Regions from separate parts of the Mus musculus genome. Here regions 1 and 2 are each linked to region 3. A link is a contact called in public Hi-C and HiChIP or PLAC-seq data. All regions are on one chromosome and are shown on one strand. Each heading gives the region's core, a stretch centred on a gene start, on an enhancer-like site or on the middle of the called end of the contact. The rest is flanking DNA. Distances are from core to core; before and after follow the strand shown. Region 1 overlaps Gm31340 (a long non-coding RNA gene). Region 2 overlaps Gm31340 (a long non-coding RNA gene). Region 3 holds the start of Nadk2 (NAD kinase 2, mitochondrial).

What was found. A called contact is a pair of places that touch in the nucleus more often than the background predicts. HiChIP or PLAC-seq counts read pairs in DNA pulled down with a chosen protein or histone mark.
Region 1: a Hi-C map of the C3H10T1/2 cell line shows a contact between it and region 3, with 5 times the contacts expected there. The contact joins the enhancer-like site here to the promoter of Nadk2 in region 3. A contact is called at or near these places in 5 of 39 promoter capture datasets (the 3T3-L1 cell line, 3T3-L1-derived adipocytes, embryonic stem cells and 1 more), 1 of 15 datasets of contacts at CTCF or cohesin (the NIH/3T3 cell line), 1 of 484 Hi-C or Micro-C datasets (the C3H10T1/2 cell line), 1 of 115 datasets of contacts at active chromatin or transcription factors (embryonic stem cells) and 1 of 9 other capture datasets (adipose tissue).
Region 2: an H3K4me3 HiChIP or PLAC-seq map of stem cell-derived neural progenitor cells shows a contact between it and region 3, with 21 read pairs. The contact joins the enhancer-like site here to the promoter of Nadk2 in region 3. A contact is called at or near these places in 6 of 39 promoter capture datasets (the 3T3-L1 cell line, 3T3-L1-derived adipocytes, embryonic stem cells and 2 more), 1 of 15 datasets of contacts at CTCF or cohesin (the NIH/3T3 cell line), 4 of 115 datasets of contacts at active chromatin or transcription factors (the NIH/3T3 cell line, astrocytes, fetal liver and 1 more) and 1 of 9 other capture datasets (adipose tissue).

What each region holds. Positions count from the first base shown.
Region 1 is chr15:8,805,139-8,809,076 of GRCm38.p6, forward strand. All of the region lies in intron 2 of Gm31340 (a long non-coding RNA gene), which reads left to right. Among named protein-coding and RNA genes, the nearest start is that of Gm31340, 96 kb to the left of the region's middle. Within about 2 kb of position 1,398, at least 53 of the 459 cell types and tissues checked have an H3K27ac peak or open chromatin away from gene starts, as enhancers often do. A contact at or near this core is called in the C3H10T1/2 cell line, where this site is marked.
Region 2 is chr15:8,779,592-8,783,759 of GRCm38.p6, forward strand. All of the region lies in intron 2 of Gm31340 (a long non-coding RNA gene), which reads left to right. Among named protein-coding and RNA genes, the nearest start is that of Gm31340, 71 kb to the left of the region's middle. Within about 2 kb of position 1,795, at least 39 of the 459 cell types and tissues checked have an H3K27ac peak or open chromatin away from gene starts, as enhancers often do. A contact at or near this core is called in astrocytes, neural stem cells and stem cell-derived neural progenitor cells, where this site is marked.
Region 3 is chr15:9,068,586-9,072,596 of GRCm38.p6, forward strand. Nadk2 (NAD kinase 2, mitochondrial) reads left to right here and starts at 2,675. Exons shown (of 13, transcript NM_001040395.4): 1 at 2,675-3,180. The coding sequence starts at 2,917.

The DNA.
Region 1 (3,938 bases), core at 148-2,647, 260 kb before region 3:
GCTCCAGGCTTGGTAGCAAGTGTCTTTAACCACTGAGCCTTTTTGCTAACTACTAAATCAATTTTCTTTTTGAAGCATATCTCCCTCCTCCAAGACTGAATACCTTCAGATGGATTTTTTTTTTTTTTTTAAAAAGGTTTTCTTGGGGCTGGTGAGATGGCTCAGTTGGTAAGAGCACCCGACTGCTCTTCCAAAGGTCCGAAGTTCAAATCCCAGCAACCACATGGTGGCTCACAACCATCCGTAATGAGATCTGACTTCTGGAGTGTTTGAAGGCAGCTACAGTGTACTTACATATAATAAAAAAATAAATAAATCTTTAAAAAAAAAAAAAAAAAAGGTTTTCTTTTTTTTTTTTAAAGATTTATTTATTATTATATTAAGTACACTGTAGCTGTCTTCAGACACACCAGAAGAGGGAGTCAGTTCTTGTTACGGATGGTTGTGAGCCACCATGTGGTTACTGGGATTTGAACTCTGGACCTTTGGAAGAGCAGTCGGGTGCTCTTACCCACTGAGCCATCTCGCCAGCCCCAGATGGATCTTTTTAAAGATTTATTTTATGTATATGAATACACTGTAGTGTTTCCAGACACACCAGGAGAGGGCACCAGATCCCTTTACAGACGAGACGGTTGTGAGCTACCATGTGGTTGCTGGGAATTGAACTCAAGTCCTTTGGAAGAGCCATCAGTGCTTTTAACCACTGAGCCATCTCTCCAGCCCTGGATTTTTTGTTATAAAGATTTTCTTCTCCAATATTTATTTCAAGACTTAAAAAAAAAAATGTAGTCCATGTTTTTGTTTGGTTTTGAGACAGTGTCTCTAGCTGTAGCTCATATTGGCCTGCAACTCACTAAGTAGACAAAGCTGGCTTGGAACTCACTAAGTATGCTATAAAGACCTCAGACTTGCAGAAATCTTACCTTAGTCTCTTGAGTGCTGGAATTGTAGACATGAGCACCCTGCTGGCTGAACTTGCAATATTTTGTGAAGTTGTTTCTGTAGTTCAAACACTCTATTCCAAAGAGTGCCTGCTATCAGCGCGCAGAGGAGGCTGTGATGGATAGGACTGTATTTTTGTTTCAGGCCAATGTCTCTCAACTTTCTAGAGAACAACTTAGATAAACTTGCATGCCCCAGTCTACCATATGGTATGATATTCCAGTCTAGCATATATATGGTTGGTATCAGCTGAACACATACTTGACATAAACACTGGACTGAGCTGAACGTCCTTCGTGGCAGCAATCAACGTCATTGATAACCACAGCCTGCTGAAAGATCTGCTCTTGATTCCCCCTGTGAGTAATCAACACTTGGCTGGGTCCACAGCAAGCATCCCGAGGCTGCCAGCCCTTCCAAGAGTCCTGTGATGCAATGCAGGGAGCTGCAGTCAGACAGCAGCGAAAGTCAGGAAGTACAGGATCAATTTACCAGTGGGAACCACAAGAATCCTGGGCAGGCTGAAAGCAATCATGAAAATTACGTTTTGGCAAGGTGACATGGGTCAGCTCTCTTGGCCTCAACGAAGAGCGTTCTGCAAACCATTGTGGCTTTAATCACATTAAACCACTGTGTGGTTATACAATGGCTGGCTTGCAATGTGCTCAAAGTACAGTTTAGATTTATAATCAGTACATGCCTAGTATTTTATGGGAGTGAAGGAGAATTAAAAGACATCGTTTTTTTCACCTACGATCTTAAAATTAAAGACCCAAACCTAAGACCTTCACCTAAGACCTAAAGAATTCATAACCATTAGTTCAAAGTTTACGTACATTGAAACTTTAATTCTTTTTTTTTTTTTTTTAGGTATTTTCTTCATTTACATTTCCAGTGCTATCCCAAAAGTCCCCCATACACCCCACACTCCCCTACCCTCCCACTCGCACTTCCCTATGGCCCTGGCATTCCCCTGTACTGAGGCATATAACGTTTGCATGACCAATGGGCCCCTCTTTCCACTGATGGGTGACTAGGCCATCTGATACATATGCAGCTAGAGTCACACGCTCCGGGGGTACTGGTTAGTTCATATTGTTGTTCCACCTATAGGGTTGCAGATCCCTTTAGCTCCTTGGGTACTTTCTCTAGCTCCTCCATTGGGGGCCCTGTGATCCATCCAATAGCTGACTGTGAGCATCCACTTCTGTGTTTGCTAGGCCCCGGCATAGCCTCACAAGAGACATAAATCAGGGTCCTTTCAGCAAAATCTTGCTAGTGTATGCAATGGTGTCATCGTTTGGAGGCTGATTATGGGATGGATTCCCAGATATGGCAGTCTCTAGATGGTCCATCCTTTTGTCACAGCTCCAAACTTTGTCTCTGTAACTCCTTCCATGGGTGTTTTGTTCCCAATTCTAAGAAGGGGCAAAGTGTCCATACTTTGGTCTTCGTTCTTCTTGAGTTTCATGCGTTTGGCAAATTGTATCTTATATCTTGGGTATCCTAGGTTTCTGGGCTAATATCCACTTATCAGTGAGTACATATTGTGTGAGTTCCTTTGTGATTGGGTTACCTCACTCAGGATGATGCCCTCCAGGTCCATCCATTTGGCTAGGAATTTCATAAATTCATTCTTTTTAATAGCTGAGTAGTACTCCATTGTGTAAATGTACCACATTTTCTGTATCCATTCCTCTGTTGAGGGGCATCTGGGTTCTTTTCAGCTTCTGGCTATTACAAATAAGGCTGCTATGAACATAGTGGAGCATGTGTCCTTCTTACCGGTTAGAACATCTTCTGGATATATGCCCAGGAGAGGTATTGTGGGATCCTCCAGTAGTACAATGTCCAATTTTCTGAGGAATCACCAGACTGATTTCCAGATTGGTTGTACAACTTGCAGTCCCACCAACAATGGAGGAGTGTTCCTCTTTCTCCACATCCTCGCCAGCATCTGCTGTCACCTGAATTTTTGATCTTAGCCATTCTGACTGGTGTGAGATGGAATCTCAGGGTTATTTTGATTTGCATTTCCCTGATGATTAAGGATGTTGAACATTTTTTCAGGTGCTTCTCTGCTATTCGGTATTCCTCAGGTGAGAATTCTTTGTTCAGCTCTGAGTCCCATTTTTTAATGGGGTTATTTGATTTTCTGGAGTCTACCTTCTTGAGTTCTTTATATATATTGGATATTAGTCCCCTATCTGATTTAGGATAGGTAAAGATCCTTTCCCAATCTGTTGGTGGCCTTTTTGTCTTATTGACGGTGTCTTTTGCCTCACAGAAGCTTTGCAGTTTTATGAGGTCCCATTTGTCAATTCACGATCTTGCAGCATAAGCCATTGCTGTTCTATTCAGAAATTTCCCCCCCGTGCCCATATCTTAGAGGCTTTTCCCCACTTTCTCCTCAATAAGTTCCAGTGTCTCTGGTTTTATGTGGAGTTCCTTGATCCACTTAGATTTGACCTTAGTACAAGGAGAAAGGAATGGATCAATTCGTATTCTTCTACATGATAACCACCAGTTGTGCCAGCACCATTTGTTGAAAATGCTGTCTTTTTTCCACTGGATGGTTTTAGCTCCCTTGTCAAAGATCAAGTGACCATAGGTGTGTGGGTTCATTTCTTCAATTCTATTCCATTGGTCTACTTGTCTGTCTACCAGTACCGTGCATTTTTTTTTTAATCACAATTGTTCTATAGTACAGCTTTAGGTCAGGCATGGTGATTCCACCAGAGGTTCTTTTATCCTTGAGGAGAGTTTTTGCTATCCTATGCTTTTTGTTATTCCAGATGAATTTGCAGATTGCCCTTTCTAATTCGTTGAAGAATTGAGTTGGAATTTTGATGGGGATTGCATTGAATCTGTAGATTGCTTTTGGCAAGATAGCCATTTTTACTATATTGATCCTGCCAATCCATGAGCATGGGAGATCTTTCCATCTTCTGAGATCTTCTTTAATTTCTTTCTTCAGATACTTGAAGTTCTTA
Region 2 (4,168 bases), core at 545-3,044, 290 kb before region 3:
AGAGAAGAAAAACAGTGCCAAGAAGACTTCCAAAAAGGTGGAATGATGCCCTTTGAGACATGAACTTGGAGAAAGCCATGGGCAAACAGAAGGTGAGATCGAGGTGGGCTACCAGGGCAAGATGCAATCATTCATCTCCTACAGAAGCTTCCTGTCTCCCCTGCAGATTCCAAGTTGTAGTCTTTCTCCATCCTTCATCTCACTAAATAGTGTCCAAGGAGATAGGACTTAGTTAACAGGAGACATATCTGGTGGTATACCTTGGATGATGTCTGAGGTCATGAGGTTAAAGGGGAACAAAATTCCCTGGTCCAGAGTGGTATCCTTAATGAAGGGCACTACATGGGTCTGGAGGGTGACTCTGTGGATAAAAGGTTTTGTTTTGCAATTAAGGCAAGCTGCATTCTGACTTCCACAACTCGAAAGCCGGCTGTAGCTATATCTGCAACCCCAATTCTGGCAGAATAGGATTCTGCGGGTTCACTGGCCAGCCAGTTTAGTCTCAACAGACAGCTCTAGGTTCAATGGGTACTCTATGTCAAAAAACAAACAAACAAACAAACAAACAAACAAACCAAGATGGAGGGTAGTGAAGAAGACATCTGACGTTGACCTCTGACCTCCACACATGCATGCCTGGGTGAGCACAGCCACACCTAATGCACACGGAAGAAAGTCATTCTCTCTCAATTCCAATCAAGCTAGAGTTGGTCCTACCAGTGCAGCTAGGAATGCTGACTGATCGACTTCCTCTCCTTGACACTGGATAAGTGATGTCTTGCTTTATGCTATTTGGCTTCTGTTATTACAAATAATTAATACCAGATAAATTTGGGCCATGATAAATGCTACAATAATCTATTCAGGGCAAAATACTGAATGCTGTGTGAAACATTAAAAATTGCATTTTTTTTTTCTGCTAAGACTCTGAAACTTCAAAGGCAGCCTGATCATTGTACAGGGAAAAGAGTTTTCTTGGAGCGTGGCCAACAAGACTTTGCCTTATTCAATTGTTTCTGAATTAACCTTACTTAATCATCTCTGATGCCTTTGCACTTGGGCCTCCCTGTAGCACGAAGTGCTTCTTTGACCAGACTGTCCAAAGCGTGCTACAGGAGGTCACGTAAACATAAATTGAAATGGGGTGGCTGTCCTTTGTGGACAACCATTATTTCTGCCGGATTCTGACTGATTTATTGAGAGCCCAGAATTCCAGGCATCCTTCAGAAGATAGCCTTAACTAAACCTGTCAGTATAGAAACTGCAGGATTAAAACCCAGAGTCTAGATTCCCTCAGCACATGGAGAAAATGAGTCTGTGGGAGACACCGACTTACGTGAGGGTCCACTATGAATCAGAGGCAAGGTCAAGGCAAGCAAAAGCCCTGGTCAAGAAAAACCCAGGACGCCCTTGGCAGACTCATGTTTAAAGAGAGACACAAAGACCTCTACCTTTTTCTTTCTACTCCTGGGTCCCGTTGATGAAATCAACACAGAGACAGAATTTAAAATGGCCTTCCTACCAGGAAGTGAGCACATTGGGCTTTGGGGTAAGGAGGATTGCCTGAAAGTCGCCCCCACTTGTGAAGAAATCTCTCCCCCTTTCATGGTTCTTCCCTGAACTCCAGAGTCAGTCAAATGTATTTCTCCCCGGGGTCCTTTAGTCTTTGCTTAATGAGACTGCTGGTTGCCGAGGGTGGGATCGACATTCAGTTCTGCACAGCTTGTATTCATCTTCCTGAGAAAGGACATTGCACAAGAAAGGATTGCCAAGGGCAACCGTGGTGGCATTTCTGAGAGAGCGGTGGCATTCCCCACAGTGAGAGGAAAGGCCGACTGTTCACTGGCGGATGGAGGGTGGTGGAGGCAGGAGGCAGGACTCCCAGAGGAACTATAACGCTCTTACACTACCAGACCTTTGGTTCTTGTTTTGTAACCACCCCGGGGTCTGGTTTGCAGGACACTGGAGCCAAGTTTCGGTTGGAGGGAAATTCGTGGGGAGTAAAAATCGCTGGGTCGCAAGAGAGTTAGAACATCTCAATTGCCTTCACGGACCAAACACTGCCAGCTTCAGACACCCAAATGGATTCGTCATTGAGTCCACGGCCGAGAAACCCAGGTCTTTGACTTGCCCGTAGTAAGGGCCCGAACAATGCTCTTAAAGGCTCAGCATACAGTAACTTGGACTACAACTTGCTGAGCGTGTGGCCTGAAGGCAGGGTAGCTGGCAAGTTGGACGGAGTCAGTCCTCATGCCTCAGACCAGAAGCAAAGAAAATGGACTCCCAGCTCTTTGGCCTGTGTATTGCTCGGGGAGACAGTGGGCAAAGGAGCTGTTGCTCCGTGAGGTTGGCACTTTTGGTGGCTCCGGCTAAGTTCCAGCCATGCTTTGCTCCCTAACTCAGTGCTCCGTCTTTGTCCAAACCCCACATTTTCTCTTGGAAAAGAAAGGCCTCCTAGATGCATATGACAGGGTACGCATTGTTTGGGGTGAGGGCTTTTTTTTTTTTTTTTTTTCTAACCAAGCTGGATCGTTCTTCAGCTTCAAACTTTAAACACAGAGTCACAGTTTACAGAAAAACCCTCCGAATTAGAAAGGAAACCTCACGTTCTGGTTGAGGCCTAATTGACATTCAAAATAAACTGCACGTTTTGAAAGCCTGCGGTTTAATGTGCTTTGACGTCTGTATTCACTACTTGATTGTGGTGACATCATCACGGCCTAATGAACGCATTCATCACTTCCTCCACGAATTTCTCTCGGGCTCCTTTGCAGTCAACCCTGTCCCCCTTTCCTGACCCAGCCTATGCGCCCCCAAAATCTCCAGGCAATGTATATCAGCTTCTCTTCATGTTAGTCTTCATTTTCTAGAGGCTTATCTAAGTAGACTCTTATAGTACATACTCTTTCTCTGCTCTGGTCTCTTCCAATGAGCTTTATGGGTTTCTTGCTTTCAAAAAAGTGGCCCGCTTAGTTGAAGCCGCTGAAATCATTGCTGTAGCGTTGCACATAGCACACCCTTACTATTGTTTTACTATCTGGAGATCTGGAGATGCAGATGTCTTTATGTTCCTATAATAGTGATCTCAGTCTTCTCCATTACATCTCCAGTTTTCCTGAATAAAGAGGGCCGTCAGTATTACTGACTTTTTCAAGCCCAAAAGCTCTTGCCTTCACACATTTTTCCCTTCTGTTTTTCTGTTAATTGACCTTTGTGTGGATATTTACTATTTTCTTTGGTTTCTCTCCCTCCCTCCCTCCCTCCCTCCCTCCCTCCCTCCCTCCCTCCCTCCCTCCCTCCCTCCCTCCCTCCCTCCCTCCTCCTTCCCTCCCTCCCTCCCTCCTCCTTCCCTCCCTCCCTTCCTCCTTCCCTCCCTCCCTCCCTCCCTCCCTCCCTCCCTCCCTCCCTCTCTTCCTCTCTTCCTCTCTTCCTCTCTTCCTCTCTTCCTCTCTTCCTCTCTTCCTCTCTTCCTCTCTTTCTTTCTTTCTTTCTTTCTTTCTTTCTTTCTTTCTTTCTTTCTTTCTTTCTTTCTCCAGTTTCTTAAGATGGGAGTTGAAGTCACTGACTTGAGAACTTTCCACTTTCTGACAGAAGTAGCTACTGATGCATGTCAGAAGAAAAATGGCTCACTTCCCCCTCTGAGACCCTAAAGGTGTGGGTGTTTGTTTCCATCTGTGAGTAAGCAACTGATGCTGGAGGAGACAGGCTGTGTGTGCTCTGAACCAATCCAGTCTGGATCCTTTCTACCTAGTGATGATGTCAGATCCCACCAGCTAAGGGCTCAGTCCCAGGACTGGCCCCACTCCAGATGCCAGTTTCAAGCCCGAGTTTCTAATCCATCAGCTACAAATTAGGATTCCCTGACCCCATTCTTGAACTAGATTAACTTGCATGACTGGACCACACAGCTCAAGGAAGTACATTTGCTAGTTTAAAATAGAGTGTTACAAAGAATGACGAGGAAGAGGTGCATAGGATGAAGTGAGGAGGAGAAGGAGAAGGGAGAAGGAGGGTGATGCCTCCTTTGCACATACCCTACACACCAGGGGCCTCTCCATTTTCAATTATGCAGAAGCTCTCTGTAGCATCCTTCTCAGGTTCCCTGTGAGACTCACTGTGAATGTGAGTGATGTAATGTGTGTGTGATGCTCTAGGGAGCACAGGGAAG
Region 3 (4,011 bases), core at 1,425-3,924:
TCGACACATTTGTTTATGTTACTTCTTCTGCAGAAACCCTTTCTCATTCTTGATGGCTCTACTATTTTACTGTTACTTTAGGGCATTCTTCTAAATGTGCTCCTCTTAATTCTTATAAAGCACTCTAAAATTCTACTATTGTTTGACCTCTTATCATTCAATTTCTAGCACCTGATAGGATGTTCTACTCAAATAGAATTTTGTGTCCACTGACAACATGTACATTTGAACTGAAGTGACATCATCCTATATAGTAAGCTATAAATAAAGATTTGAAGTTCAGAAGAACGGTATGAGCTAAAGATGTTGGTAATAGCTGAAGTCATTTAAGGCAAAGGGAGCTAATAAGTCTCGGGTCTAATTTACAGTGGACACAGGGTTAGGTATTTATCCATTTCCGTACAACTTTACAAGGTAGCTACTGTTGATAAATAAGACAATCGGCTCAGAAAGGTTAGGCAACCAGTTCAAGGTTCACAAAGTAAATACACAGCAAAGTTGCGATTTGATACAGTCCTTCAAAGCCCAAACTCTTCATTACACAACAGAGAGTGGAGTAGGGGTGGAAAATGACCAGGGAGAAGGCTAGAGGAGACAAGGGCAGGAGCTACATCCAAGAGAAGGGTCTAGAAAGAGGGGGACTGAAAGGAAGAAGGAATGCCATTAGGGACTGCTGGCATGCAGCAACAGAAAGAATGGAGGCACTTCTGCGCTTCACAAACCCCAGTGGTTTAAGAGTTAAATGGGCTCTTCTGAACAGCCACCTGCTCATTTGGTAACTTTGCAAATAGTGGCTAAGTAAGCACAGGAAGGAGATGAAACCCTTGGCAGTTCCCTCAACTGACCGCCCCCAGCCTGCCCTGTTTCCCACCCCCAAAAAAGGTTGGCTGCAAGAATGAACCGATTATTCTGTCCTGAACCTGTATCAGTGGTTCTCCACCTTCTTAACGCTGCAACCCTTTAATACAGTTCCTCATGTTGTGGTGACCCCCAACCATAGTTACTTGGCCATCATTAGGAAGAGAGCACCCTCGGTCTAGCAAACTTTATATGCCCCAGTACAGGGGAAAGCCAGCGCCAAGAAGTGGGAATGGGTGGGTAGGGGATCAGGGCAGGGGGAGGGAGGAGGGTATAGGGGGACTTTTGGGATAGCATTTGAAATGTAAATGAAGAAAATAGCCAATAAAAAATAAAAACAAAACAACAAAAAAAACTTACTCCTAAGTTAAAAAAAAAAGAATAGTGAGAAATTGGTTATGATACCAAAAAAAAAAAAAAAAAAAAGAATTGTAAGTTTGCTACTGTGATGAAACATAATGAACATATCGGATATACATACATCGGATATATGACCCAGAGGTTGAGAACCGCTGAATATATCAGTAAGTGGGAGTTAGGGAACAGGTAAACAACTGGGGTGTAGAAGGCTCTTTCAATCTTTAAAGTTTTAAATGTCCTAGACATGGGAATCTTAAGGACTGAAGTGGAAAACCCAGCAGGGGTTTTCCTGAGAGAATTCAAGACACATCCGAGAGGATGGTGTAATGAAGCAATGTTTTGGAAGAGGCAGAAGAAAGGATCCAAAATAAGATTTGACTAGGATATCCCATTGAGATGTTTCCAGCTAGAAGTGGGAGTCAAAAGTGTAGTTTTCTGTGACGTGAAAGAGAAAACAGGTTCGATATCACAGAGGCATCTGAGTGTCACAAACATGAAATAGCATGCCCGGAATCCAGAGGCCACTTACTGGGAGTGCCAGGATCGCAAAGGAAAGGACGCCACAGCAAGGACCTCAGGGCAGTGGCCACCTACCCTGTCTTATGACTTTCCCTTCATTGTAGCTTTCCCTTTTATTCTTAATCAGCCTACATCTCTATGGTTGTGTAACTGTTCCCACAGACTCAGTAACTTCCCTTGCTCTAGCTTCAAGGACTACCTACCCAACATTCCAAAGTCAGATCAATAATCATCAAACACTGCTCTGAGCTTGCCTACAGGATAAAGTGCAAAACATTTTTAACCCTTCAGTCTGGTCCTACACAGCTTTCCAACCTTATCTCGCGGTCTAGACAGACACACAGGACTAGACAAGACTCCTTCCCTCATTATCCTCCTCCTTTCTCCCTGACAGCACTGCCTCTCTAGGCTGGTGGTCTTTTGGTGGTCACCGGAGCTCGGGCTAATGCTCTGTGATCCTTCTCGGTTAGCTCTAATTCCTCTCTAATAAAGGGCTCGGCATCTTTATTTGCCATCAGGCCCTGCAAAACGAAGCCGTTTGGAGCGAGGTCACCGCCCCCAGCTCTTACTCCAGCGACGGCCACATCAGCCATCCAGCAGACACTGGTTAAAATTTACCCTAGACGAGCATGACCAACTACCCAGAAAGCAAGCAAAAATGAAAGCAACTAGAGGAAGATGCGCAAGAAACTTGCTTTCCCGCCAGGCGCTCAAAACTCCGCCTGCACCCCCAACGCCGCCCAGACCAGTTCCAACTGGATTTCTTCGGGCAGCTCGAAAGCCAAATAGAATTTCGTCCCTTTCCCAGCCCCAGCCAATCCCCGCAGCCCCTCGGGCTCCCAAACCTTCCCGACCTCTGATTAGCTGACAGATCTGGCCCGGGGGCGGGCTTAGAGCGGCCTCCCTGAAAGGGTGAAGAGGGAGGTGGGGCCGGGCCGAGAGGCCACTGCGCAGGCGCCCAAGAAAACGGATAAACAAACAAATAAAACCCACTGCCCGGGGGCCAGCCCGGATCCCCGCCTCCCGGGGCCTCCCGGGGCCTCTCCGCCCTCGCGTGCGTCTGGGCACGTCCCCCCCCCCCCCGGCGCGTTCCACGCACGTCCCCGCACTTAACCTGTGCGCGGCCGGCGCGGTGCTGGCGGCAGGGAGCGCGAGCCTGCACCCGCGGCCCCGCGGATCATGACTTGCTACCGGGGCTTCCTGCTGGGCAGCTGCCGGCGCGTGGCGGGTGGCCGCGCGGCTCTGCGGGGTTCGGGCTCGGGCGCGGACGGCCGGCGGCACTTGGGGCACGGGCAGCCGCGCGAGCTGGCGGGCGGTGGTAGCCCCGCCGACGGCGGCTTCCGCCCCTCGCGGGTGGTGGTGGTGGCGAAAACCACCCGCTACGAGTTCGAGCAGCAGCGGTACCGCTACGCGGAGCTCTCGGAGGAGGACCTGAAGCAGCTGGTGGGTCCTGGCGGGGGACGGCCGGTACTCGGGGTGGGGGTGGGGGGCGACGGGCCACAGGACACCCCCAAAGCCCGACAACCTTCCTCCGATTGCCTGTGGGGCCCCTCGGGCATGGGACTGGGGCGCCCTGAGCCTGCCTTAGAGGGGGCTCCTGGGACCGGGACTTGGGAAGCCACGTGTGTCCTCGCCCCCGCCTCGGTAGCACGGACTCCCATCGCTGAGAAGATGAGGGTTGTTCGCCCTGTTTGTCCTGGGGACCTCTCCCCAGACCACCGGGAGAAAGGAAATTCTCCAGCACAGCCACTGGTGGCGGAGAGAGGGCCGAAGTGCCGCGGTCACACCCCCTTCTCGCCTGGGGACAGAGGCCTGGCCAGGGAAAGCCCTGCTGGATTGTGGTCGCCTGTCCCTTCAGGGTCTCTTACTGCTTGAAAAGCAAGCACCTGGGACAGCGAGGCAGGAAAGCTGACCCGAGATGGGTTTTTGTGTTGGAAGGTCAGAAAAGGAACAAGTATGCCGGCTAATGGGGAGAAGGCATGAACCCTGAAGTAACAGGGCCTCCGCCATACACCGTGTTTGGTGTATTTACTAATAGCGTTGCCAGGTATGCCATGCGTGTGTGTGTGTGGGAAGGATTAAACCCAGAGTTCGAGCTTCCCCATTTTTGAAAAAAAAAATTGATTTTGTGCTACCCAGTAACTTTTGGGAAATGGGCTGTTAGCAATTTATTTAGGAACCCCCCCCCCCACAGTTATGCCTGTAATTGTTGACTCCAGACACCCGAAGGCTTTAGACTGAATTGTATATAAGCATTACTAAGTTATGTACAAG